Linked DNA regions of Rattus norvegicus: regions 1 and 2 are each linked to region 3. Evidence: chromatin contacts called from public Hi-C data. All regions are on one chromosome and are shown on one strand. The core of a region is the stretch at or near the end of the contact, and the rest is flanking DNA. Distances in the headings are between cores, read along the strand shown. Region 1 has its middle 110 kb from the start of Peli2. Region 2 holds the start of Peli2 (pellino E3 ubiquitin protein ligase family member 2). Region 3 has its middle 100 kb from the start of Ktn1.

What was found. Hi-C and Micro-C count contacts between places; a contact is called where the count stands out from the background.
Region 1: a contact with region 3 is called in a Hi-C map of Schwann cells, with 6 times the contacts expected there. The contact joins two enhancer-like sites. A contact is called at or near these places in 2 of 12 Hi-C or Micro-C datasets (Schwann cells and kidney).
Region 2: a Hi-C map of Schwann cells shows a contact between it and region 3, with 9 times the contacts expected there. The contact joins the promoter of Peli2 here to the enhancer-like site in region 3. A contact is called at or near these places in 3 of 12 Hi-C or Micro-C datasets (Schwann cells, frontal cortex and mammary epithelial cells) and 1 of 1 datasets of contacts at active chromatin or transcription factors (oligodendrocytes).

Annotation. Positions count from the first base shown.
Region 1 is chr15:23,765,712-23,769,958 of GRCr8, reverse strand. No RefSeq gene overlaps it. Among named protein-coding and RNA genes, the nearest start is that of Peli2, 110 kb to the left of the region's middle. Within about 2 kb of position 1,283, at least 10 of the 93 cell types and tissues checked have an H3K27ac peak or open chromatin away from gene starts, as enhancers often do. A contact at or near this core is called in Schwann cells, where this site is marked.
Region 2 is chr15:23,871,276-23,875,776 of GRCr8, reverse strand. It overlaps Peli2 (pellino E3 ubiquitin protein ligase family member 2), which reads right to left and starts at 2,793. Exons shown (of 6, transcript NM_001107259.1): 1 at 2,463-2,793. The coding sequence starts at 2,539.
Region 3 is chr15:23,494,460-23,498,721 of GRCr8, reverse strand. No RefSeq gene overlaps it. Among named protein-coding and RNA genes, the nearest start is that of Ktn1, 100 kb to the right of the region's middle. Within about 2 kb of position 2,446, at least 2 of the 93 cell types and tissues checked have an H3K27ac peak or open chromatin away from gene starts, as enhancers often do. A contact at or near this core is called in Schwann cells, where this site is marked.

The sequences.
Region 1 (4,247 bases), core at 34-2,533, 270 kb before region 3:
TTTCTTTATGCTTTGGCCAGGTAGATAATAGAATATCAAAGATGGAGATGTTTGTCATCTGAATAAGGACATCCCCACACAGGTAGGAAAAGGATTTTGATCTTTTTTAGTTATTGTACTGGGGTGACCTGAGACAATACTACAGAACACTCTTGCCTGTTGCATTTCTCTCTCTTGTCTGTTACTTGCTTATTTCTTCCTCGTACCAGATAGCTTAGGTTTACAGAAAATCCTTTGTATTTTTCGTGGCCCACCAGTCACATGAGAACGCTAGTCTTTTGGGGGGAACATTTGGGGGTTGGGGAACAAGGTAGGTGTTGCCAGACTGTCTTGGCCATCATTGGACTGACAGATGTCACAACCAGGTTGTCCTCCTGCCTAAGCAGTTGGAGGGAGCCAGGTCATTTCACCAAGCACAATCCAAGGGCACACGCACACCCAGGCAGTCCGTAAGCACGAGGCCCAGTCAATCCAGACATTCACGGCTCTCAGCAGGCATGCAGCCTCATTGGTAATCAAGGCTAAGTCATCCAGTTTGCTCATAAAAAGATGGGCTACGTCTCTTGTACCAGAGAACACTTAGGAAGAGGGGAAAGATCACTGTGTTGAAAAGTTCCACATGCCTATAGATAGCCTTATCCTTAGGACAGCTTGGTTAAAGGACTGTCAGGTCTGCTGCCTTCTTCACTGTTCCTTAGCTGTCATTCTTAGAGTTCTGTGTGTGCAAAGGATTCTGATCTTGCTGTGAAAGCATCTTCAAACATCCTCCATATTTATCCCAGAGTTCTAGAGGCACCGAAGGCTCGGGGCTTCCCAGTTAAATTAATGTTGGGGAGAAGAAACAGGGACATGTCTTTGATGGTGATGGGTTGTGAGGAAGTCTGTCCTGTTCTCCTAGAAACTCTGACTCCCAGCACAGGGCAGGTTCAGTGCCCTACTGGGCTCCGTGTGCCCTGTAGCTCTGAGGTGGGAGCAACTAGTAATGTATACTGCCCAGTCCATCCCTGCTGTGGCTCTACTTGGCCCTGGCAATGGCCTGTGAGGTCTCTGGGCTTCTGCACTGTGCGTGGGCCCTTGGGAGGAGGTGGTGGCACAGTATGGACATTCTCTCCTCACCCACATAAATCCTCAGAGGTCTCCCTCCGTGAGCTCATAAAAAAAAAGTCCTTTATCTAATTCATGGCCCAGGGAATTGAGCTCGCTGGCTAGAGGCTTTCCAAGTCATTTCTCAGCAATTCATTACACAGGGAAAAACAGGTCCTTTTTGTTCTCAGTCTTAACCTAGGAATGCAACGCCTCCTGCCAAATTGATTAACAAAACCTGTGCACAGCGCTGAGCGCCCAGGCCAGTTTCTTAAATGCGCTAAAACTTGCTGACCATTGAAATGTAAATTTTTACCTTTGGCTGGAAGTCTTCTCAGCTTGTTGGAAATATCAATGTCACTTTCAAATGTCCAGGATCACTCCAGACCAAGCAACCGCTGTGAGAGCTAAGGCTTACCATGTGGCAATCAAGAGAGATTGGCCAGATGCCTTCTATCTCCTTGGCAGAAGAGAGGGCTTTGAACAAGCAGGTCACAGATTGAGAGGCAAAGATTCCCCCTCACTGAAAGTGGCTTCGGGCTGAGCAGAGCCACCCTCACCCCGCAACCCGAGAGAGCCAGAAAGCTCAGGACCCCGTCCACAGCCATCACCGTGACTAGGACAACTGGGCCTTTTGCTCTCCAGGCTGACCCATGCACACACTCTGGACAGAGCAATTTTCAAAGGGCTCCAGAACAACACATTTTTGTGCAGCAGAGGTCTACTGAGCCATCTCAAGGAATGGTGCCACTGGATGCGAATCTCAGTGTGCTTGCGCCTTGTATACGTGTGCAGGTGTGTACGGAGACCAGATGACAACCTCGAGTGTCATTCCTTGGGCACCATCACCTTTTTAGTTTTTGATTCCTCTTGAGGCAGTCGTGGAGGATACTGTGGGCTGGACTGGCTGGACAGTAGCCCCAGGTATCAGTCTACTCCCACATCTATAATCCCACATCACTGGGATTATAAGGTCTTGCTAGCACACCTGGCTTTTTTAAAAAATAGACCCTGAAGATGAACTTGGGTCTCTGTACTTATGTGACCACGACAAGCGCTTTACTGACTACCAACTCTCTTCTCGGTATACCTTTAACAATTTATACAAAGCCACGTTTAGAAATCTGCAATGCTTACTTTATTAGACAGCTGTTGCTTGAGGCAGGCTTACCTTGTGTATCCCAGGATGGCCTCAAACTCACACTTCTCCTGCTTCAGCCTCCCAAGTGGTGGGATTAAAGGTATGTGTGCCACGACACCCGCCCTGATTTATATATTTTTATAATACATGCCTATGGGAAAACCGGAAACTCATGCCTCCACGCTCCCACTCTCACTGCCAAGGTTAGAGATGTGCTTTGGGCCTTGGATTCTCTCCAGTATCTACGCTTCTCTTGGTGAACAGTGGTCACACTTGTACTTAGTAGTTGTCACCACCGCCATTGAACATTTGGGAAATGACTGTGCTCCTGGCGCTTGCTAAGGCCCCTCCTCCCCTGTGGTGGCCCGTGTGAAGTGGCACTATTAGGAGGTGTGGCCTTGTTGGAGTAGGTGTGGCCTTGTTGGAGTGGGTGTGGTCTTGTTGGAGGAAGTGTGGTCTTGTTGGAGTGGGTGTGGACTTGTTGGAGGAGGTGTGGCCTTGTTGGAGTGGGTGTGGTCTTGTTGGAAGTGTTACATCACTGTGGGGTGGGCTTTGAAATTCCATCCAGTGTGGAAGAGTCATTTCCTCTTGGGTGCAGTTTGGTCAAGATGTAGACCTCTCAAATCCTTCTCCAGCATGTCTGCCATGCTTCCTGCCAGGATGATAATTGACTGAACCTCTGAAACTGTAAGCCAGCCCCAATTAAATGTTTGCCTTTGCAAGAGTTGCTTGGGTCATGGTGTCTCTTCACAGCAATGGAAAACCCTAGCTAAGACATCCCCACCCTCAACACACATACTTTTTGCATAGTATTCCTAAAAGATTGGTAGGTCACTGGACCCACAGTTACTGTTCATTGCAAGGGTAAATTCAGAAAGCGCATTTTGTCTAGAACCTACTAAAATCCAGGTGGCCCTAGGGTAGTTTATGTCTTTTAAAAACTTTTTAATTCTATCTTGTTTTGCATGTATATGTCTGTTGGTATGTGTGTGCATGCACACGCAAGGCTACATTTGCATGAGTGTTTTCAGGCAAGCATGTGTGTGCTATACACAGGTATATGTGGGGCAGAGGCTGTTGTCTGGTCTTTACCCCAGTTGTCCTCTACTTTGTTTACTGAGGTGAGGTCTCTAAACGAAGCTCAGAATGACTTGGTGAGTCTGGCAAACCAGCTTACCCAAAGGATCCCCTGTGCCTCCCGGGGCCACACACACAGGCCACCACTTCTGCCCAGCTTTGGCGTGGGTGCTGGGTATCCAAACTTCCTCCTTGCACGTGCGCAATGATTGTTTTACTCACTGGGCTGTCTCTTTGGACCCCCAAAGAGCTTTAAAGGCAAAGAGCTGCATGCAGAAGCACGAGTGAGAAATGCAGTGGATAGAAAAGCTTCCGGAAACCCACAATTATGTGAATTCAGTTATGTGAATCTCCAGACAGGCTTCCGGCACTGGGTGTCAGCTGTGAATATTTGAAGAAACTTCTTTTCTACCCACTCCTCATCTTCCACTTCTCTTGTTGGGGACCGAAAGTGCCTAACAGGGGGAAAACAGAACCAACATTTTCAGCAGCCTTTACATGTAGTGTGGCATGGGTGACGTAATCAGATTGTGTCAGTGGCTGAGACTCCCAGAGGATCTCTTCTCTCATCTATTGGCTTCCTGAGGCTCAGATTGCAACAGCTAGAGCTGAAGCAACCAGTGGAGACAATGAGGGGAAGCTCACAGAATCCAGAGACCTCTGCTCTGGCATCTGATCTGTATTCGCTTCCAAATTCTAATGTGCAAGAGAAGTTTGTCATGTGTTCAAGGCACTGTCACCAGGACCCCTCCCGTAAGCACCACTGGATTGAAACTAGGCAATCCTTGCCAGATGCCTCCATTTCCCAGAGCCTGCATGCATGGGGACAGACCCGACTGAGAAGCCCTCAGCGCCATGCTCAAAAGTGAAGGGTCTACCGGTGGCTTTAAGAAAGTCCTTGAAGAGACTATTTGAACTCCTTCTTTGGAGTCATGGACTAACGTGA
Region 2 (4,501 bases), core at 1,544-4,043, 380 kb before region 3:
ACGGCCAATCATTTCTCCAACTTCAATTAAGCAGTGGACACACCAAGGACTTGCGACCATGACAACAGTAACTAGTTAGAATTACCAAATAATTCCAATCCCACAAACTGAACAGAAAGTGATGACCCCACTAAAATCCTACATGGCATTCTCCCCTGCTGTTCAACCTATAACAAGAATCACACATACGCAGATCTAGGTCTGAACCAACTTGACGGTTTGCTCTCGGAATGTCCTAGGTAACATTTTACCATGTGATTCAGAACACAGAGAAAAGGACAATCACTCTACAGTTAAAATAAAGTCACTGTACTTTCCAAGTAAACAAAATAGGCTAACATCATCAGATGCTGTGAGCATCTTTAGCCCCAAGAATAATTTCACCAAGAAAATTTCCTAGACAGTCTCTGCTCACCAATATGTATACCCCAAAGGACCGGGCATGCAAAGTAATGGCTTTTTTTCTTTTTCATTGAAATGCACTTGTTATTTTAAAGGTCCAGAAGGCATTCTCTCAAGTCCAGTGGGCAGAACTGGGTGAGACTTGGTGAAAATCTAACTAGTTCACTACTTTTCAGGTCCTCTTTAGCGTGCCCAATGTGGCCAGAGTCTGAAATCTGAAAGAAAGAGGGGGAGGGGGCCGCGGCCACAATTCAGGCATACACAAGCCAGACCAGCATCTGCTGCTCCCATTTTTTCTTCCTTAAAGACCTTCCTAAAGCTGGCAAGAAGCAGCATCCCCCCCCCACCCCGCCCCCACAACGGCAGTGCCTCACTGTTAACTAACTTCAGTTGGGGACAACACAGACATCATTAGCCACTTTCGGGTTTCTCTCTCTGTCCGCCACTGGATGATACCCAATGTCCAAACAGTGTTGGCATGTGGTAGGTGCGCGGATAACTGCCCTGCCGGCCTCCCAACTACTCGGTAAGAAACCACTAAGCCATCGCGGATCCAGGAAAAGCATTCGTAAAGGACGGAGCAGGTGTTACAGGTAATGTGGTTACACAGACACTAAATTACAACAGTCCGGGATACAAACTCTTTTCCTGGCATTGGGAGTGTCCTACGCTTTTAGTTATGAGCACAAACCTCTCTCCGAGCTTACTCTACACAGCTCTGAAACACCCCAGAAGATTGCCTCAAAAGGAAATAATGAAATGGCTCTGGCATAATCTTCTGTGTCAAATCCACAGTGTTAAGCATAGTCTGAAGCCAGCCACATAAACAAAACCAAACTCCACAAAATCTGGCTGGGCTGAAGTTACATAAGACAGACTAAACTGTGGCTCCCCCCCGCCCCCACTCCCCTCTTATCCCCTCCTCTTCCCAGCGAACTCTGACATCTGTCTCCTAAGCGCAAGCAATTCCCATGCAGGTGCGGAAGGCGTTCGACTGCTGAGCTTCCAAATAAGCAACGGTGTTTCCAGTGCTACCCCCCCGCAGAAATGCTAGCAACAAAATGAGGAAGGCTAGGAAACTTTAGACGACGAGCTTAAGTCTTTAAAAAAAATTTTTTTTTAAGTCGGCACTTACTTCGAGGTAGTAATCAAAACACGTTTCTCAGAGTTCCCTGAGTCTCTGCTGGTGGGGGAGGGGGGGTCGCTTCCTCGCGTGTCTCTAAGTCCACCCATCAGCACCCGTGTGGGTCTGAATACAGATCTTTCAACAGAGGACAAAAGCGCGGGTTCCCCAGAGCGGCACATCCAAAGGGAAAACAATCCTTCCCCTGCAGCACTAAACCCAAGTTGCTCCAGCGCCGAGTTTCCTGCACTTTCCGCCTCCCCCACCCACACCCTTTTCATTGCCCACTTTAACCTGCTTTAATCCTGCGAAGCCTCCCTCCGGGTTTATTAAGGGTAAACAATAGAAATGTCACAAGGAAACTCGGGAAGTAGATGAAGTCTCTTAATTGCTGCCGTTTAACGATTGTGGATAATTACTATCTTCACAATGTGATTTTTACCAGCGGAGTGGAAGCCAAGGCGGGCAGGGTGGCGAGCTCCCCGCCGCTGGCGGGGGCATCGGCAAGGCCGAGGCTCGAGGGGTGCAGGGACCCCAGGGGTAAGGGGATCAAGGGGTACGGAGACCCAAGAGGTATGGACACCCGGGGGATCCGGGAAACGTTGTTGAGAGGACCCGGGAAAACCAGGACCAGGTCCAGGCCCTTGGCCGATCTCACTCCCGGCGCCAAAGAAGCGGAGGCCAGCCGGCCGCCCGGGTCACAGACTGGAACAATGCTTAACCCCCGCGGACTGGGCTCTGGGCTCCGGGGACAGGGCTCCGCGTTCGCGGTCCTCAGGAACGAGAAGTCCCCAGCGGCCACGGGCTCCCGGCTGCACCGAGCGACCCCGCGCGGTGCAGGAGCGCCCTCCGGGCCGCAGCAACGAGCGCCCCGGGGACCCGGGCCCTCAGGAGCGCATCCCTCCGCGACGCCCCGCCGCCCGCGTCCTCAACTCACCCCAGGACCACCAGCTCCCCGTATTTCACCGGCTCCTTGTTGGGGGAGCTGGGTTCCTCCTGGCCGGGTGAAAACATGGAGCCGTGCTCGGCCGCCGCCGCAGCCGCCTCCGCCGCGATCCCCGCCGAGTCCGCGCCGCCGCTACACTCCCATCCCGAGAACGGGGTGAGCGCGCCGGGAAACGGCACGGCGGCGAACGGGGCGCGGGGCGGCCAGTCCCGCGGCTGCTCCGTCGTGGCTGCGAGCGTCGCCCGCCGGCTTCCCCGGAGCTACACGCTCTTCCGCCGCTGCGAGCGGGACCGGACTAGGAATGCGAGCGGCGACCGGAGCCCCGCGGGAGGAGGAGCGCGCGCCGCCGGGGGGCTGAGCGGGCCGGGCAGGTGGGACGGCCGCGCCGCCGCCCGCGCCTCCGCGCTCCCGCGGCCCCCGCCCGCCAGCCCCCGCGGCCCGCGAGCGCCCCGTGTTATGTAAACATAGAGTAAAGGGGAAGGGAAGCCCTTAAAGGGGCAGCTCTGTTTTTCTCCTCACTTCCTGTGGAAAGTTGGAGCGCGGGGTCTTCGTCCTCAGCCGCGTGCCCGGGGCTCCTGGCCCCGCCTGCTTGGAAGCCAGGCGTCTTGCCCCTCCCCGCCCCCAGCTCAGGGTGCTGCGCGCCCTGATCTGGGGGTGTCTGCTTTCAAAGCCAAGCCTTTGAGGGGGGGCTTGAAAGGAGAAAGAATCTGCCCATGGGTGGGGGTGGGTGGGATAATCGAAGAACCCCAAGAGCTCCCCACCATTTCACGGGGTGTACCAAGAGAAAGAACGAAGGGAGGAAAGAAAGGAGAGAGAGAGAAGGAGGAAAGGAAAAAGGGAAAAGAAAAGTGAAAAGTTACTTTTAATCCCTTATTCACATCTCTGTCCCTTCTTTCAACCCCCTGGGGAATTTAAAAGGGAATTACCTAGGCTGATTTTTTTTTTTAATGAATACAAATGTTCCTTTCTTTCCAGGGCTTAATCAAGGCACCGTTTGTATTTTATGATTTTTTTATGTTGCTGTGTCTTTAAAATATTGTGGGCTGTGATAGTTTTACTGACTGCTGTTTTTCATCATAGAGGAATTTATTATTCTAGCATTTATTAAGCCCTTGCAACATGCTAGAGACACTACATATTATTCCTGTCACTGCCTTTCCAGACTGTTAAATATTTAAAGAAATAAATACTGCAAAAGCTACCCAGTGTATAAACAGCGAGTGTACACACACACACACACACACACACACACACACACACACACACACACTTAGGCTATGACTCTAAGTAAAAAGCTAAAAAAGAAATAATTGCACGGGTAGCCTTCCATTCTACTGCTCAGCATCGTGCATGTGTCGCTCTCTGACAGGCTATTACTGTAGTGACATGACGCTTTCTGGAATTTTACTTCAGTTAGTAACTGGCTTTTCTTCTTTTAATTGAGGCTTTGGAGATAAATTACTCCGCTATTGATGAGCCAAAAATAAACTTTATTAAACAATTACCTTATTTCCGCTAATTACAGAAATTCTATTCTTAGACTGAAGGCAACTAGCTATCCAGCTTATCCTCTGTGCTTTTCTCTGTTATGAAAATGTAAAGGTTTAGCCAGCGACCCTCCTTTAGACAGTTGAGTTCTTTCTCTTCATCCAGTGTTGGTAGATTTCCGTAGGATGGGTGTAGGTTTCCTTACTCCCTGGTCCCACTTACTATATCGTCTATGTGACTGTCAGCAACCCTCTGAGTCCCGTCACAGTTACCCATCTCCCTAATTATAGTACCTCTCTCTGTCATGTGAACTTCCCCCAGTCTGCTCTGTTGCTGCCACTGATCTCTAGGCTACAATTACCCCCTTCTCTCTTGGCACGCTGTGCTTTTGTGCTTGCATTTCACTCTTCTGGCTCGTTTCTTCCTTGCTGCGCTCTGCATCTGCTGTTAGGAGGATGGAAACAAATATTTATTAACCTCCTACTAAGTCCCAAACTCGAGGCTGAGTGCTTCCTATAAGCTGTCCCAAGCTTTGGCAGAGA
Region 3 (4,262 bases), core at 1,197-3,696:
GGAACACCCCTCCCTCGCCCTGTGCTAGATGGACTTTGGCAATGAGTAGAAAGCTGGGACGAGCAAAGAAAGGAAAGTCTGTGCTTTGTAAATAGTAAGTGTTCAGAATCCAGAGGAAGTTAAAAATAAGTCAACCCTTCCCAGCTATAACAAAGACTGTGCCTCTCCCTTCCAAGGGTAGCTCGAGGAAGCTGAGAGGCCCTGCACTTGGCCAGTCCTCTGTTGCTTTCTCTCATTGTCTTGTGTTGTTTGCTCTAACACAGACGCAAATGAGGCTGCCCATGGGTTACTACTGCTATAATGAAACACTATGACCAAAAGCAAGTTGGGGAGGAAAGGATTTATTTGGCTTAACATGTCTCGCACCAGAGTCTGTGACTGAAGGAAGCCAAGACAGGAACTCAAGCAGGATTGAAACCGGGAGGTAGGAACTGATGCAGAGGCCATAGAGGGGTGCTGCTTACTGGCTTGTTCCCCATGGTTTGCACAGTCTTCTTTCTTATAGAACCCAGGACCTCCAGCCTAAGGATGGCACCACCCACAGTGGACTGGGCCTTCCCAGAATCAATTACTAATTAAGAAATTGCCCTACGGCTGGATCTCGTAGAGGGTATGTTCTCAACTGAGGTTCCCTCCTTTCAGATGTAGCTATGTCAAGCTGACTTAAAACTAGAGATGTTCCTCTTAGGTGACTCTAGACTGTGTAAAATAGACATATAAACCTAACTAGAACAGTTGTTTGGGGAGAAGCAGGGGTTTTCAAGATAAAAATCTGGGGCCACCATGCAAGCCTACTTATGCTAGCCCTGAGGTAAGAGGGGCAACTGAGAGGAAGCTCTACAGTTCTGAGGAGCTCAGGCAAGGCTGAGCCACTTCATAAACAAAACCAAACTTTTTTAAAAAGCCACTCTTCCCTTGGGCAGAACAGCCTGTTGTGGACTAGATGTCAGTGACCCCCAAATTCTACCCCTACCCCAATGTGATGTGTTGAGAAATGTCTGCTTTGGGCTGGGTATGGTGGCACACACCTCTAATCCCAGGACTTGGGAGGAGAAAGGAAATAGAACTCCGTGAGTCTGAAGCAAACCTGATCCACACAGCAAGTTCCAGGACAGCCAGGACTACATAGAAAGAACCTATGTCCAATAACAAAGCAAAACAAATTAAAAGCAAAGCAAAAGAGGAAGTGTGGGCCGTGGGATGTGAGTTGGTCATGGAAGTTGAGCCCTGGTCAGTGTGGGATTAGTACCCTGGGAAAGGGGTGAGTGTTCTCTCTTTTTACCACATGGTGAGAAATGGACTGGGAAATCCGTCTTCATGGGTACAAAAAGCAGGCCATCTACAATCCAAAAACAGGCTAGACCTAAGCATGCCTACCCAAGTCTCAGGCTTCTCACATTTAGCACGGTAGGGAACACACTCCTGGTGCGCATGTCTGTCTACAGAATCGGGTCGACCGTGTTCTGATAGACTAGAAGAGCCACAAGGCTGTAAGTTCCACAGAGGCTGGGGTGGGAGAGGTCACTTGCTCCTGGGGGAGCAGAGCAGTCCCCACAGTGAGAGTTTACTCACAGAAGACCTTTGGGACTGGCCTGGGAAAAACCTTGAAGCGTGGAGGAAACAGACTGTGGCCAACCCCAAGAACAAGAGAGACAAGAGCCGGCCTGGTGCTAGGAAACAAACAGTGTTTTACCTGCAGGGGGGATGGAGAACCCTGCAGCTATGATCAATCCTGACTCAGAGCTAAGTAGCCACTGACTGGGTAGTTATCACAGGCCTGGAACACAGCCGGGCATTCTTTCCACCGTGCAGAATGGAAATGAAGACAGATGTGGAATTCTAGAATAATGGAAAGAGAAGGGGGGAGGGGGAAATCACCACGGAAAGAAAAACGGGGGGTGAAATGACCTAGAAATACTCAGAGCAGTACACAAAGTGTCCAAACCAGCCAAGAGGTCCAGAGACCCCTCCCCTTTGAGTCACCACATGGGACTTGGCAACAATGTTGCAGGCTCAGATGGGAATGGAATGGAGTAGAGAGAGCGAGGCACCCACAAGGAAAAGAGAAATGGCCACAGGTAGAGTTCCATGGAGAAAGGGGAAATCACAGAATAAAGAAAAAGGCTGCTTGGTGAGCAAAAGTGACAGAGGAAGGGAGGGGTGTGTGTGTGTGTGTGTGTGTGTGTGTGTGTGTGTGTGTGTGTGTGTGTGTGTCCAAGCACTTGCCAGCCCTGAAAACAAGCCTCTCCTTACCTATGTTAAATTCTCAAGCATCCTTTCAAGAGAAATACAGCCTTTAAATTTGCTTATATGCATTGTCTGTTACCTCCCCCTAGTGACAGAACTGGTGAATGTGTGAGAGGAGCTGGAAGTTAAGGGACCCCATGATGGATGGCAATGGTGACCCTGCTCATGATTGTGGTGGTGGTGGGAAGACTTTCTTTTGTTTCTGTGGTGTGGGGTCCCTCTGTCCATGTGCGTCTGCAGGTAACCTTGCGCATCTAGACAGCTCTGGGAAACAGCACACACTCTCCCAGCCACTCAGCTCATTCTGGTACTGCTTTAGACTCAGGCTTCTTCAGCCTTTTCACATTAAAAGTCAACATCATCTAGAAATTTATACCTGAGAACTGCGTGATCGGGTTACAAGACAAAAATCACAAGCATGGGGCTGGAGAGATAGTTCAATCATTAAGGGGACTTTCTACTTTACAGAGGACCCAAGTTTGGTTCCCACCACCCACATCAAATGGCTGCTCCAATTCCAAGGGATCTGCGTCCTCTTCTGGCCTCTAAGGACTATGGTATACATACATTCTCATTCTCTCTCTCTCTCTCTCTCTCTCTCTCTCTCTGTCTCTCACACACACACACTCATGTTTTTAATTTTAAGTTACAAGCAATACTTCACAATGTTTGTTTATATATGTTCATTGTGTGGAGTGTGTACTTGCTACTTTTAGTGTGTGCAGAGGTGTGTGTGTGTGTGTGTGTGTGTGTGTGTGTGCACGCGCACGTGGAAGCCAGGGGTGAACTTCAGATGTCTGTCCCTTGTTAGTCAGTCTCCACCTTTGTGTGTGTGTGTGTGTGTGTGTGTGTGTGTGTGTGTGTGTGTGTGTGTATGTGTGGTATTATTTTATATGCATGGGTGTTTTGCCTGTATGTGTGTATCTACACCATGTGAGTGCCTGGTGTCCTTGAAAGCCAGAAAAGAACACTGAGTTACAGTTAGCAAGAGTGTGGGTGCTGGGACTTGAATCCCAGTCATCTGGAAGAGCAGCCAGCGCTCTGAACCAGGGCCAGCTCTCCAGCTCCTCTCAATCTGAACCTGATCACTCTCCTAGGCTGGTTAGTGGTTTGAATGAGAATGGCTGCATGGGGTCGTCTTTGGAAAGGAGTTCTAAAAGAAATATTTATTAGATTAGGAGGTCTGGCCTTTGAGAGAGGATAGCTCATTCTCCTCTCCCCCCTCTCTCTTTCTCCCTCCCTTCCTCCATCCCTCTCTTTCCCTCCCCACTTTGTGCTTGTCAACTAAGATGTGAGCCCTCAGCTACTACTGCTCTAGTGACCTATGTGGCTGCTGCTGTGTTCTCTACCATGATGTTTATGAACCTTCTGCAATTGTGGGACCCAAATCAATGCTTTCTTTTATAAGTTTCTTTGGTTAAGATGTCCAATAGATAAGTAATTAAGACAGAAGTTGGTACCAGGGTGAGCTGTTGCCTCGAGAGGCCCAACCATACTCTTTTGGGGGAGAAATGTGGAAGACTTAGGACAAAGAAAACAGAAGAATGCTGTAAGCTGGTTTTATGGACCACCCTAGCAGGAGCTTATAGAACAGTAGCGCTAAAAGCAATGTGGCCTAGAGAGTCCAGCTCAGGAGGATTCAGAGGGAAACAATATTAGCAGTCATGGTTGAGACGGTTCCTGTGATATTTTGGCGAAGAACCAGCTGCGGTTTTGCCCTTGTCCCAAGAATCTCCCTGAAGCTCAATTTAGAAGTTTTGGATTAATAATGCCATTGGCAGAAGAAGAGACTTCAAGGCAGCCTAATATTGACCATGTCACATGGTCATGATCGTAACAATAGCAAAGTAAAAGATAGCTTTTACTTGAACTTCAAGGAATCACTTCCTTGGAGGCCTGTCAACGGCTTCTGAGACTTCTGAGAAGGAACTCTTTCCAGCAAGACAGAAAACCTGGCCACTGAAACCCCATGTCCACCCTTGTTGTCACGCCCTTGCTCTCCAGTCACTTTTGCC